Regions from separate parts of the Triticum aestivum genome. Here region 2 is linked to region 1. The links are chromatin contacts, called in public Hi-C maps. All regions are on one chromosome and are shown on one strand. Each heading gives the region's core, a stretch centred on a gene start, on an enhancer-like site or on the middle of the called end of the contact. The rest is flanking DNA. Distances are from core to core; before and after follow the strand shown. Region 1 holds the start of LOC123045878 (protein NRT1/ PTR FAMILY 4.5). Region 2 holds the start of LOC123045883 (COX assembly mitochondrial protein 2 homolog).

Region 1 (5,422 bases), core at 1,586-4,085:
TACAAGTAAACATCATGAAGGGTGTTAATGTAAGGCTTTATAGGATAGGACAAAAATGAAGATGGCGTAGTAGCCTTTTACACCAAAAGGCATCCCTAAATATGTCATATTCACATTAAGTGGATCTAATGGTCCAGGATATGCCAGAGTAAGTATTATTTGTCAGGAATTGAGCTGTACTAGAGCATGTTAAGTTATAAGGCAGTTCTCAAGAACTGAGCATCATCCAGTTAACTATCGGCTTCTGTGCTCGGTCAGCCCACTCAGGTTCGAGGCCTGGTCTCCCAGCGGTGCCTCACGGTTGTTGTTCTAAATATAAACACCATGGGTGCTAGTTCCTGTTGGTTGATTTTTTTTCTATTATTATATAAGGCAGTTCTAGGTTTTAGTATTTTCTCCATATGCTAGAGAAGCATAGCTGTTTTAGTAATATATTTAGTTATTTACAGTCCATTCTCACCTCACCCCTTCCAATTTTGTACCATACATTTCAGCTCCTGAAAAGTCTTCATCAAAGCAGATAACAGTTTTACTCATGTTTGTGGGTTCACATCACAATTAGGATAATTACAATACAAGTATATCAAAATTATGACAAATTTGCAGCAATTTTGTAATCATTTTTAGGACCAATCCAAGGGTAGTAAGATGGTAGGATTTTATATTCACTTCTTTAGGTGACATAGCTACTTGTGTTTAAAAACTATTTGATAAAGCCCAACAGGTATTATTAACACTCTCTAATCTCTATCATGGGCACAATTCTTGTTACAAAAAGAAAGAGAACATGTAGGTAACAAAATAATAATTGGATCATAAGGAAAATCAGAAATCGTGCAGATGACTGAACAGAGGAAGATCATATTACCAGAAACATAAATGGACCAAAGAGGAGCATTGTTCTAAAGCGAGTAATGTAGGAGTCGGAGAGGAAAGCTGCTATCATTGCAAACCCGGATGTGGCACCAAAAAAATTAGTGGTTGTAGTTGCAGAGGCCGAGACCCCCATATGCATTGTTCCATGAAGATAAGTAACCAGATTCAGCAGGTTTGGGATAATAACCACGTTGGTTACCACAGTCAGAACTGCAAGGGAGATTACAAAAAAATGGTTCAATGTTTTGAACTCAGAACAGAAGCTTGAAAATAGAACAGTGAGATGTTGTTTGGCCACACATATATAAATGTCTGCATACTAGATTCGGTGTATAGTGAATTACCGTACAAGAACCATGCTGCTCTGACTCCACCATGCACCTCTTTCCTGATGGCGTTTCCCCTCCAATCCACAAAGCCTACTAGTGCCATGGTGCCTCTTATTCCTCCTACTCACTGCCTGTCTGCCTGCCCGTAGCATCCCTGACCATAAGAGGGGTATAAATAAGCAGGTGATATCCATATTCAAAGGAGTGACAGCATCAACAGGATTAATCAAACATTCTTAAATATTTAATGCCATTCTTACCAACTATCAACACTAATTTGACTTCCATTTTATCAACCATCAACAATAATTTGACTCCCATTGTTCATAATTCCTACTAACTAAAAATTTGGGAATTACAAAAGACATTGAGCAATGATGAAGTAGAAAAAAAAAGATTAGGTGCATGTACAATGAGGCTATTGAAGTCAATAAGTATCAACAACTAGCAGATATTGATATCAGTGTGCCATCATCCTGATAGCAACATGTTGTAAGTTAGCTCCTTATTCATTAATTGTTTCGAGAGTAAGTCCTTTGATAGGCTAACTTCCTTTAAAGTAGTGCACCTTAGCTTATGAACTGGAAGGCTTGGCTCGCGTATGAAAGCGACCTGACAACAATGTAATAAAAACTCAGACGTAAAATATTATCAATCCGTGCTCAATGCATTGAGTCAAGACAAAAATCATACCCCCCCCCCACCCTGTTTGCAAATGTATGGCATAAGGTATCAACTTTGTGTTCACACTGCTGTACTGCTTGCTGGTCAGAGCTTGAGCTTGGACAGTCAAACTACGCCGTACACTTCCAAATGGAATGAGCTTTGTGGTATATTCATCATCCCCGCATCATTTTCATCCATATCCAAGTATCCATCTAGCTTGTGAGGTTATGGTGTACTGCTGATGTCGTGCCTACTACAAGAATGCGTATGCTTGTGACATGTGAGAGTTTTTTTTCTGATAAAGGGCACTTTTATTAACTCAAAATGTAGCATCAAACGGATATAAAGCATGATAAGCAACACCCGGCCTCTCCATAGTGAGGATGCACACAGCCAAGCACGAACAGTCCGACAAAAAAAACGACATATCGGCAACAGTAAAGTCATGTGTGAGAGTTGAAAGCTAAGAAGAAAGAGATACAGTTGTTGAGTTCTTAACCATTATCCACATGGTCATGTTGTACATGCCGCAACAAGAATCTGCCAAAGCAATGCATGTCAAGTTTGACACGCATAAACTGAAAACATACCTTCCCCATTCTCCTGGGGGCTGAATTCTCTCCGCGGCATCTCCGCCTCAATCTGGGATCGATGGGAAGAATACGGGGCCTCGGAGGCAGGGCGAGTGGCCGCCGGGCGGGCGCCGGTGGCCAGAGGCTGGCTCTGAGTGGGTTAAATCCACCGAGTCCCTCCATCGCGCTGCCGCAGCCAACGGCTCAGCCGCCGCCGCCGCCGCCGCCGCCACGGTCCGCATCCGCACTCCTTGTCTGCCCTCAGACGTAGATTCTGCCCGCGCCCTGCCAACCCTGAAAACTGCCGGGCGGTTGTGATTGATTGGTGAGGGGGAAGAGCCGAACAGGAAAGGAGAGAGAGAAAGAGGAAGAGGAGCAAGAAGAACATGCTGACAGGTGGGACCCACTCGTCGGTGTGACAGATAAGCTGGTCCCAGCTGACGCAGTAAACTGGACTACCCACCTGCATTTCTTCACGCCGCCGCCGTCCCCCGCCGAGCCGAGCCGTCCACCTCGCCGTTTCGGTCCCCGCATTGTCCGACACCTCTGGTCCCCGCGCGCTTCGCCGGAGACTCGCCGCGGTAGGTTCTCCTTCTCCCCATCTGAACTGCTTTATCCCTTTTACTTTCCGGCCACCGCGTTTCGTGTTTAGTTTGGGGTGCCGCCGCGGTGAGGCCTTCAGCGGGGAGGCTGCGAGGGTATCGACTTGGGAACATGGCATATACAATGGTTCTTACCCAATTACTCCCATCTACCATGATTCCACCTTGATGTTCGACGAATCTATCGATGACTTGGTGAGATGACACTTCTTTTTTTTCTTTTCAATGAAAGGTAACGTATCTGTATGACACATTTTATCGATCACTGCTGAATATTGATTGGTGGATATTACAGTATTTCTCAGTTACAGTATGTATAGCACTGATACGCTAACTAAGACAATTCATCAAAAAATATTTGGTCTATCACCTATTGCCTATGTATCTCGCTATGCTTGGCTATTTAGTTTTCAGAGCTATCACCAACTAATCCAGCACCACTGCTCCGTTGCGTCTTGGCATATCTCCTCGCCCAGAAAGCATAGTTGATGAGTGCCACCAGCTCGATGGCTGCCAGCAACAAGAAGAAACGATCAAGGCGTGTCCTGTTGAAGTCTGCTCCATCTAGCCACCCTCTTCCACCATTGCCGTGTCGCGACGCGTTGTTCGCTAGCTGTATGAAGGCACTTGCTAACCAGGCTGCTATTCCAGCAACGATGGACTGCGCTGCCGGTGCTATCAGCTTCATTTCCGGAGATGACTCGCTCTTTATGAACTCAATCAGTCCACTGAAGGATGCTGCATCCATGATGCTTAGCAGGAAGAATTGCAGAACCAACCAGAACACGGACATCGGGACGCCTGCTCCTGTCGATGTTGGCCCATGCTGCTCTGCGACTGTCAGCCTTCTTGTTTCCACTATCGCCGCAAGGCATGCTGCTGCTACCCCGCACGCCGAGCCAGCACCGATACTCTGCAGTGGGGTGATTCCGTGTGTGTGGCCTGTAAATCTTTCTAGCAGTGGCGTCAATATCTGCCTGTAGAATGGTTGCATAAGCATGTGAAATGCTGTTGGGATTGCAATGAGAGAGGCGGAAGGTATCTGGATCGTGCCTATCCCTTTGTCCATGGTGCTGCCGACTTGTATCGTTAGTGTCATTAGCAGCGTGAAGGGCAGGTAGATGAGCAAGCAGCTGATGAAGATTGGAAGCATTCGGGTGATGGCCTTTGTTAACTCCTCGATCTGAGTGGTGCTACAGAATGAAAATAAATTGTTACCTCCATCAAATATATTCTAGATTTTTCCAAGAATATGCTAAAAGGATTATAGTTGAGTACTTGAGTTAATATCACGATATTGCTACGTCCGGGCATTTCTTTTACTCTTTAAATTGTTGACATCCTAGGATGTAACACTTCTACTTATTTTCAGAAATATAAATGTACTAACAATTAGCTAAACAGAAAGCAAGAGTTAGGGAATATTGACCACTAAGGAACTTACCCAGTGCTCTTGCTGTCAGATTTGCCTTCCCCATCAACACTATCCGCTGCTCCTATCTCCTGCAGCTCGATAACATCTATGGTAGCAACCTGCCTCTTCTTTGATGAAGTGACAAGAACCTGGAGAATATAACTTGAATGTTGAGAACCATTTGCATCTTCAGTTTTTCTTGTTTTAACTTAATAGATGCAGGATGAGACACATTCAATTTTTGAAAATTAGCGTGTTGGTTCCTTTATTGCTTGATGAGTAACTAATATGCTAGTTAGGGATGGGACATGGTGACCTTTCAGGATTAAGATTATAAGAATGACTAATACAGTGCATTGGGATCAAGCAAAATTCTGTTCGACCCTGTAAAACTTGGACCGGATAGTCTAGAATTGTGTTGTTCACTTGGAGTAGGATGAAGGAACGATGACATGAGAATAATGAGTACTGGAACCTTCATAATTAGCATGCATACTGTGCTCTGTATGAAGTTTTACCTGCAATATTCCCTTTAGAGGACTTCCATTAGGCTTCTGTGTTCTATAGAAAGGCAGTCCACTGGCTGCCACAAACAGCCCTACAAGTACAATAAGTGCAGATATCATAAAGCCAAGGGCCCAGCCCAAATTGTTCTCGATCCAGACTAAGAATACCAATCCCATTAGTGCTCCAACAGAGTTTGCAAACTTGATCCAGCTCAAGAACGTACTCTTGAGATGTGTTTCTTTTGGATCATCATTGCTGAACTGATCTCCACCAAGCAATGGTATGCAAGCGCGCATGCAGCCTTCTCCGATGGCAAACATTAATAAGCTCAAGTAGAGCAGTGTTAAGCTCCAACCTTTAGCTGACTCACAGTTGTTTGGTTCTTTGTTTATCTCACAATCCAGAGGATGTAGTGAAGGCAAGTATGCCTGCAATGCTAGCAACATATAGCCCTGT
Region 2 (5,422 bases), core at 1,342-3,841, 920 kb before region 1:
CCGTTTGGGATGGCTGCTGGGTACTGAGCTGCGTGACTGAACTCACAAGTAAATGTCTAGAATATCGAGTCTTTGCTGTTTATAATAATTAATATCACCGATTGCGACTGATTTTGATATTACTTGCCACAGAACACATACTTAACATAGACTGAAAGCACCAAATTGGACTCAATTGACAGGTTTTGTATTTTATTAAAAAATGAAGAAGTCCGATGTAACAGCTACCCAGGCCATCACATTTTCTTGGGCTGTAACTTAATTAAAAAAATGAAAAAGTCCCATGCTTAAGTTACAGCCCAAGAACGAGCCCGTCGCCTGTGTGCTGTTGCTACTTGCTCGTGTTGTCCTCTTCCAGTCGAGGCAAACGCCGCAGCCGCCGCCTCGTCGCACCCCCCCCCCCCCAAACACCCGACCTCCCATTGCTTCTGCTACCCGGTCCCACCCTCCCTTCCTCACACTTGCACGGCAGCGGCCCCTGGCGCGGTGGCGACTAACTCCAAACTTGGCGCAGCGGTGTCTTCCTGAAGACCTAAACGGCTTAATCAGGTTGATCCATCAAGCTTGAGGTAACTAGTGTACTGAGAGTTGCGAACCTTGACTAGTGTCACTGTGGTTGTAGAAAATACTCTTTGAGTACTACTCCCTCCGTCCCAAAATTCTTGTCTTAAGTTTGTCTACATACGGATGTATCTATTCACGTTTTAGTGGTAGATACATCCGTATCTAGATAAATTTAAGACAAGAATTTTGGGACGGAGGGAGTACTTGAGTCTTCAGACCTACGGTGAAATCAAAATATGGCTAGTTGGTAGCATTGTTTTTAAGGCGTGGCTTAGGCGACGCCTAGGCGTCAGGGCGCCCCCAGGAGCCAAGGCGTCGGCCTTGCCTTACCTGTGTCTCTAAGGCGTCCGCCTAGGCGCCACTCTGCCTGCCTTAGGCAAATGAGGACGCCTTAGACAGGGCTGGGAGGTTCAGGCGGGAAACAGAGATCTGGGAGGGAAGAAAAGGGCGGGAAAGTCTGTTTTGGTGCCAACAGTTACTAGCAGGGAGAGAGAGAGAGAGAGCTGTAACCAGTTTCAGTTTCCCCCCCCCCCCACCTCAGGCTGGATCTGAGCTTCTCCCCTCCTCTACAGTAGCTTCCCCCCTCCTCTCCGGCAGCTTCCCCCCTCCTCTCCGGCAGATCCCCATCCCCCTCCTCTCCTGCAGTTCTCCCTCCTCCAGGACAGCAAGCAAGCAGCACCTCTCCAAGGCAGCAGGCAGCAGCAAGCTGTGTATGGCTGTATGCCTAGTTGCCTAATGCCTACCAAATTCTACTTAATTCTGTTGCATAGAAGATAGAACTCTCTAAGGCGTCGCCTCGCCTTATGCCTTAGCGCTTAGGCAGTGAGGCGCCCCCCCCAGCGCCTCGCCTCGCCTTACCGCCTTAAAAACAATGGTTGGTAGTTGCAAACTTATAGTCATGGCTAGTTGTTTACTTGATTTGTATTGTTTTGAGTTGTGATTCTATAATCAAATTTGTTACAGCCCAAGAAAGTTTTGTATTCTGTCTTTGCTTTACGTAGGCATGTAAACTTGTCAATTGAGTCCAATTTGGTGTCTACAGTTTATGTTAATTATGTTTCTGTGGCAAGTAATATCAAAATCAGTCGCAGTCGATGATATTAATTATTATAAGCAGCAAACACTCGGTTATCCTCAATGGAAGCAATGCAATTCATTTTCATGAAAAAATGTGATATCAATAGTACAATGATTTTCATGAAGCAATGCAATTCATTTTCAATTGAGGATAATCTGAAAAAAACTTAACATCATGAAGCAATACAATTCATTTTCATGAAAAATATGTTTTGACATTACTAATCATACTAACTGAAGCAATTAGCTTACCAAGCTGGATAAATAATGGAAGCAAGGTAAACTTGGTTATCCTCAATCCTCATCACCACTAGAGATTTGCTTCCTTGACAATTTCGAGTAATTATAATTGACAATACAACAGCAACACTTTGTAAGAACACTAGATCAGACATGCAGTGCAGGTTATGCCATCCTAAATTTGTGATACACACACATACACTGACATGGAACCTACAATTTTTCTTGTTCTATCTTCGTGTTTGATTTGCAAAATGTAGCACCATCACATCATGAGAACTACAGCTACAGGAGAAGCTTCAAAAAACAGTTCTTGAATACAACCTTGCAGAAAAGGAGTGGAGGGGAAAAGTGCTCACTGTTGAACTCCACCTCAGTTGGTGGTGCTGCAGAGGGAGAGAGGGCCGGCGACAGCAGGTAGATCACGGGGGTGGGCTGGTGGAGTGATGGTGCTGCAGATCTAGCCGGTGGCCGGAGCGGCCGCTCGTTCTCTTTAGGCGGCTCCGCAGATGAGAATTGGTGAGCAAGGAGGGGCGAGGCGTCGACGGCAGAGAGAGGCCGGTGAAGGAGGACGCTCGCTGGGTGGAACTGTGGACGGCGACCAGCGAAGTACGGACGTAGCAGGCGTGCCCCGCCGCGCCGTCGTGTGTCGTGTGCTCGTGTGTGTGTGTGGGAGATTAGATCGGCGAGACCTCGTTCGGTGTTTTTCTTTTTTATCAGCTCGTTGATGCGTGGGCAGTAGTGGGCTTTTCCGAGACAAAGCTGCATGGGGGGCATTGGACTGAAAATGGATTTTTACGAATTGGTCGGATCGGACAATCTGATCTTAAAAAAATCCCTATTTGACGCACTTTGCGTCATGTTTCGCATTGGTCGTTAGGATTGGGCCGGCCCGTTTAGGCATTTCAGCGTTCCCGGTTTTGGGAACCTTTTCAGAGGTTTCCAGCCGGTTTTCTATGGTTTTTGAAACTTCTAGGAAGTTCTTGAACTGGCTTTTTTCTATTCTGTTTTTTTTTGTTTTCATTTTACTTTTCTCTTCTTTTTATGATTTTCTTTTAATTTATTAACTGTTTTTTCTTTCCGGTTTTATTGTCTTTGTTTCCAATTTGCTTTTTATTTTTACTTTTTATAAAATATATAGGAAATTAAAAAATGTTGAAATTTCAAAAATATTATTCGAAATTAAAAAAAAAACCTTTTTTAAAAATTTTGTTCAGAAATTTGGAAAAGTGTTCAGAAGTTTTGTTTGCTTCTTTCCAAAAAATAACCGAATGTTCATAAAACATATAGAATTTTCAAATTTTTTAAACAGTTTCCATTTTTATATGTATTAAAAAATTATTCGTGTTCCCAAAATTTGTCTGGGATTTTCAAATTGTTCCTTTACTTCAAATTTTGTTCTCCAAATTCAAAATATATTTGGGATTTTCGATTTTTGTTCCCATGTTAAACTTTTGGTCTCGAATTTAAAGAAAAGTGTCTAAATTAAAAAATGTTCGGCATTTTTATTTTTTTGTCCCCATGGTCAAATTTTGTTCTCTAAATTCAGAAAATATTTGGGATTTTAATAAAAATCCCATGTTGAAATTTTGTTCTTGATTTCAAAAAATGTTCGGGATTTCCAATTTTTTGTTCAAAATCAAAATGTATTCATAATTTTGAACATTTGGTTGTGTTTGTCAAGATTGTTTGGAAGTACAATTTTTTGCTCCATTTTTTGGAAATCTGCTCGTGACTGTTTTCAAGTGCTATGTTTTGCGGCTGGATTTAGGTCTTCTAGTATCGTGTTGTACTTCCGTCAGTAGAACTCGAAAGGCGCTTTGGCTAGCAGCACTCGCACAAATGAGTGTGCGGTCGCAGGTTCGAATCTCAACAACTCTTCTTTTTTCGCATTCATCATTTCCCACCTCGCACCGTGTGGGCCGGCCCAGTTAGTGCACCCGCTTTGCGTCGGATTCCTATGTGACGCAAAATGCGTCGTATAGGAGGTCCCTGATCTTAATGCGAACCAACATGTGTTTGGATGATTAGGATAGTGGTATCCCAAACCCATCAGGTATTAAGTCTTAGGCTTGACATTGGTGTTCGAATTTTTCTGGATTTATTTCAAGCCTTTGGACGATGTGCGTTCAGTGAGAGCAGACTAGGATGTGTGTGTGCACGTTCATAGAGATGAGTGTATGTGCGTATGTATGAGCATATGCGTATTTCTATGTTAAAAAAATCTGATCTTAAAAATGAATATCCGGCATCTGCGGGATAATGTGTGTACCATATCCTACTCCGAATCCAATTTCAATATCTGATATCCGGTTCTGTATCTAGCCTGATAGGTAAAGGGAGACAATTAAACCCGGACGATCGGCCGGAACTTAAGCCGGCCTCACACACTTCGCTTGATCCAAGTGAATCGTGCGGCCCGCATACCTGCCACGCATGCATCTTATTCCTCACGCCCACCGCTATGTCCCTCTTTCTTTATCCACTCACGCAGAGTCGGTCACCATTTATTCCCCCATGTCTCTGCCTCCCACCGCGGCCTACCATCAATCACCTTCTAGCCGGCCATGAAAGTGGGGTGTGGTGCTCGAGCTGGCGACGGATCTGTGCGGGGGATGACTTTCGGCGATCAGAGGTGCGGTGCTCGAGCTGCCGCCGCCAGCTAATTTTTCTGGATTTATTTCAAGCCTTTGGACGATGTGCGTTCAGTGAGAGCAGACTAGGATGTGTGTGTGCACGTTCATAGAGATTTCGCATTCATCATTTCCCACCTCGCACCGTGTGGGCCGGCCCAGTTAGCACACCCGCTTTGCGTCGGATTCCTATGTGACGCAAAATGCGTCGTATAGGAGGTCCCTGATCTTAATGCGAACCAACATGTGCTTGGATGATTAGGATAGTGGTATCCCAAACCCATCAGGTCTTAAGTCTTAGGCTTGACATTGGTGTTCGAATTTTTCTGGATTTATTTCAGGCCTTTGGACGATGCGCGTTCAGTGAGAGCAGACTAGGATGTGTGTGTGCACGTTCATAGAGATGAGTGTATGTGCGTATGTATGAGCATATGCGTATTTCTATGTTAAAAAAATCTGATCTTAAAAATGAATATCCGGCATCTGCGGGATAATGTGTGTACCATATCCTACTCCGAATCCAATTTCAATATCTGATATCCGGTTCTGTATCTAGCCTGATAGGTAAAGGGAGACAATTAAACCCGGACGATCGGCCGGAACTTAAGCCGGCCTCACACACTTCGCTTGATCCAAGTGAATCGTGCGGCCCGCATACCTGCCACGCATGCATCTTATTCCTCACGCCCACCGCTATGTCCCTCTTTCTTTATCCACTCACGCAGAGTCGGTCACCATTTATTCCCCCATGTCTCTGCCTCCCACCGCGGCCTACCATCAATCACCTTCTAGCCGGCCATGAAAGTGGGGTGTGGTGCTCGAGCTGGCGACGGATCTGTGCGGGGGATGACTTTCGGTGATCAGAGGTGCGGTGCTCGAGCTGCCGCCGCCAGCTAGTTTTTGCAACC

Evidence for each region. Hi-C and Micro-C count contacts between places; a contact is called where the count stands out from the background.
Region 2: a Hi-C map of leaf shows a contact between it and region 1, with 3 times the contacts expected there. The contact joins the promoter of LOC123045883 here to the promoter of LOC123045878 in region 1. A contact is called at or near these places in 2 of 5 Hi-C or Micro-C datasets (both in leaf).

The regions. Positions count from the first base shown.
Region 1 is chr2B:533,845,152-533,850,573 of IWGSC CS RefSeq v2.1, reverse strand. LOC123045878 (protein NRT1/ PTR FAMILY 4.5) reads right to left here and starts at 2,835. Exons shown (of 7, transcript XM_044469105.1): 1 at 2,462-2,835; 2 at 1,774-1,817; 3 at 1,221-1,359; 4 at 869-1,086. The coding sequence starts at 1,308. It overlaps LOC123045879 (protein NRT1/ PTR FAMILY 4.6), which reads right to left. Exons shown (of 4, transcript XM_044469107.1): 2 at 4,978-5,418; 3 at 4,490-4,608; 4 at 3,288-4,238. The coding sequence ends at 3,449.
Region 2 is chr2B:534,767,348-534,772,769 of IWGSC CS RefSeq v2.1, reverse strand. It overlaps LOC123045883 (COX assembly mitochondrial protein 2 homolog), which reads right to left and starts at 2,591. Exons shown (of 4, transcript XM_044469112.1): 1 at 2,241-2,591.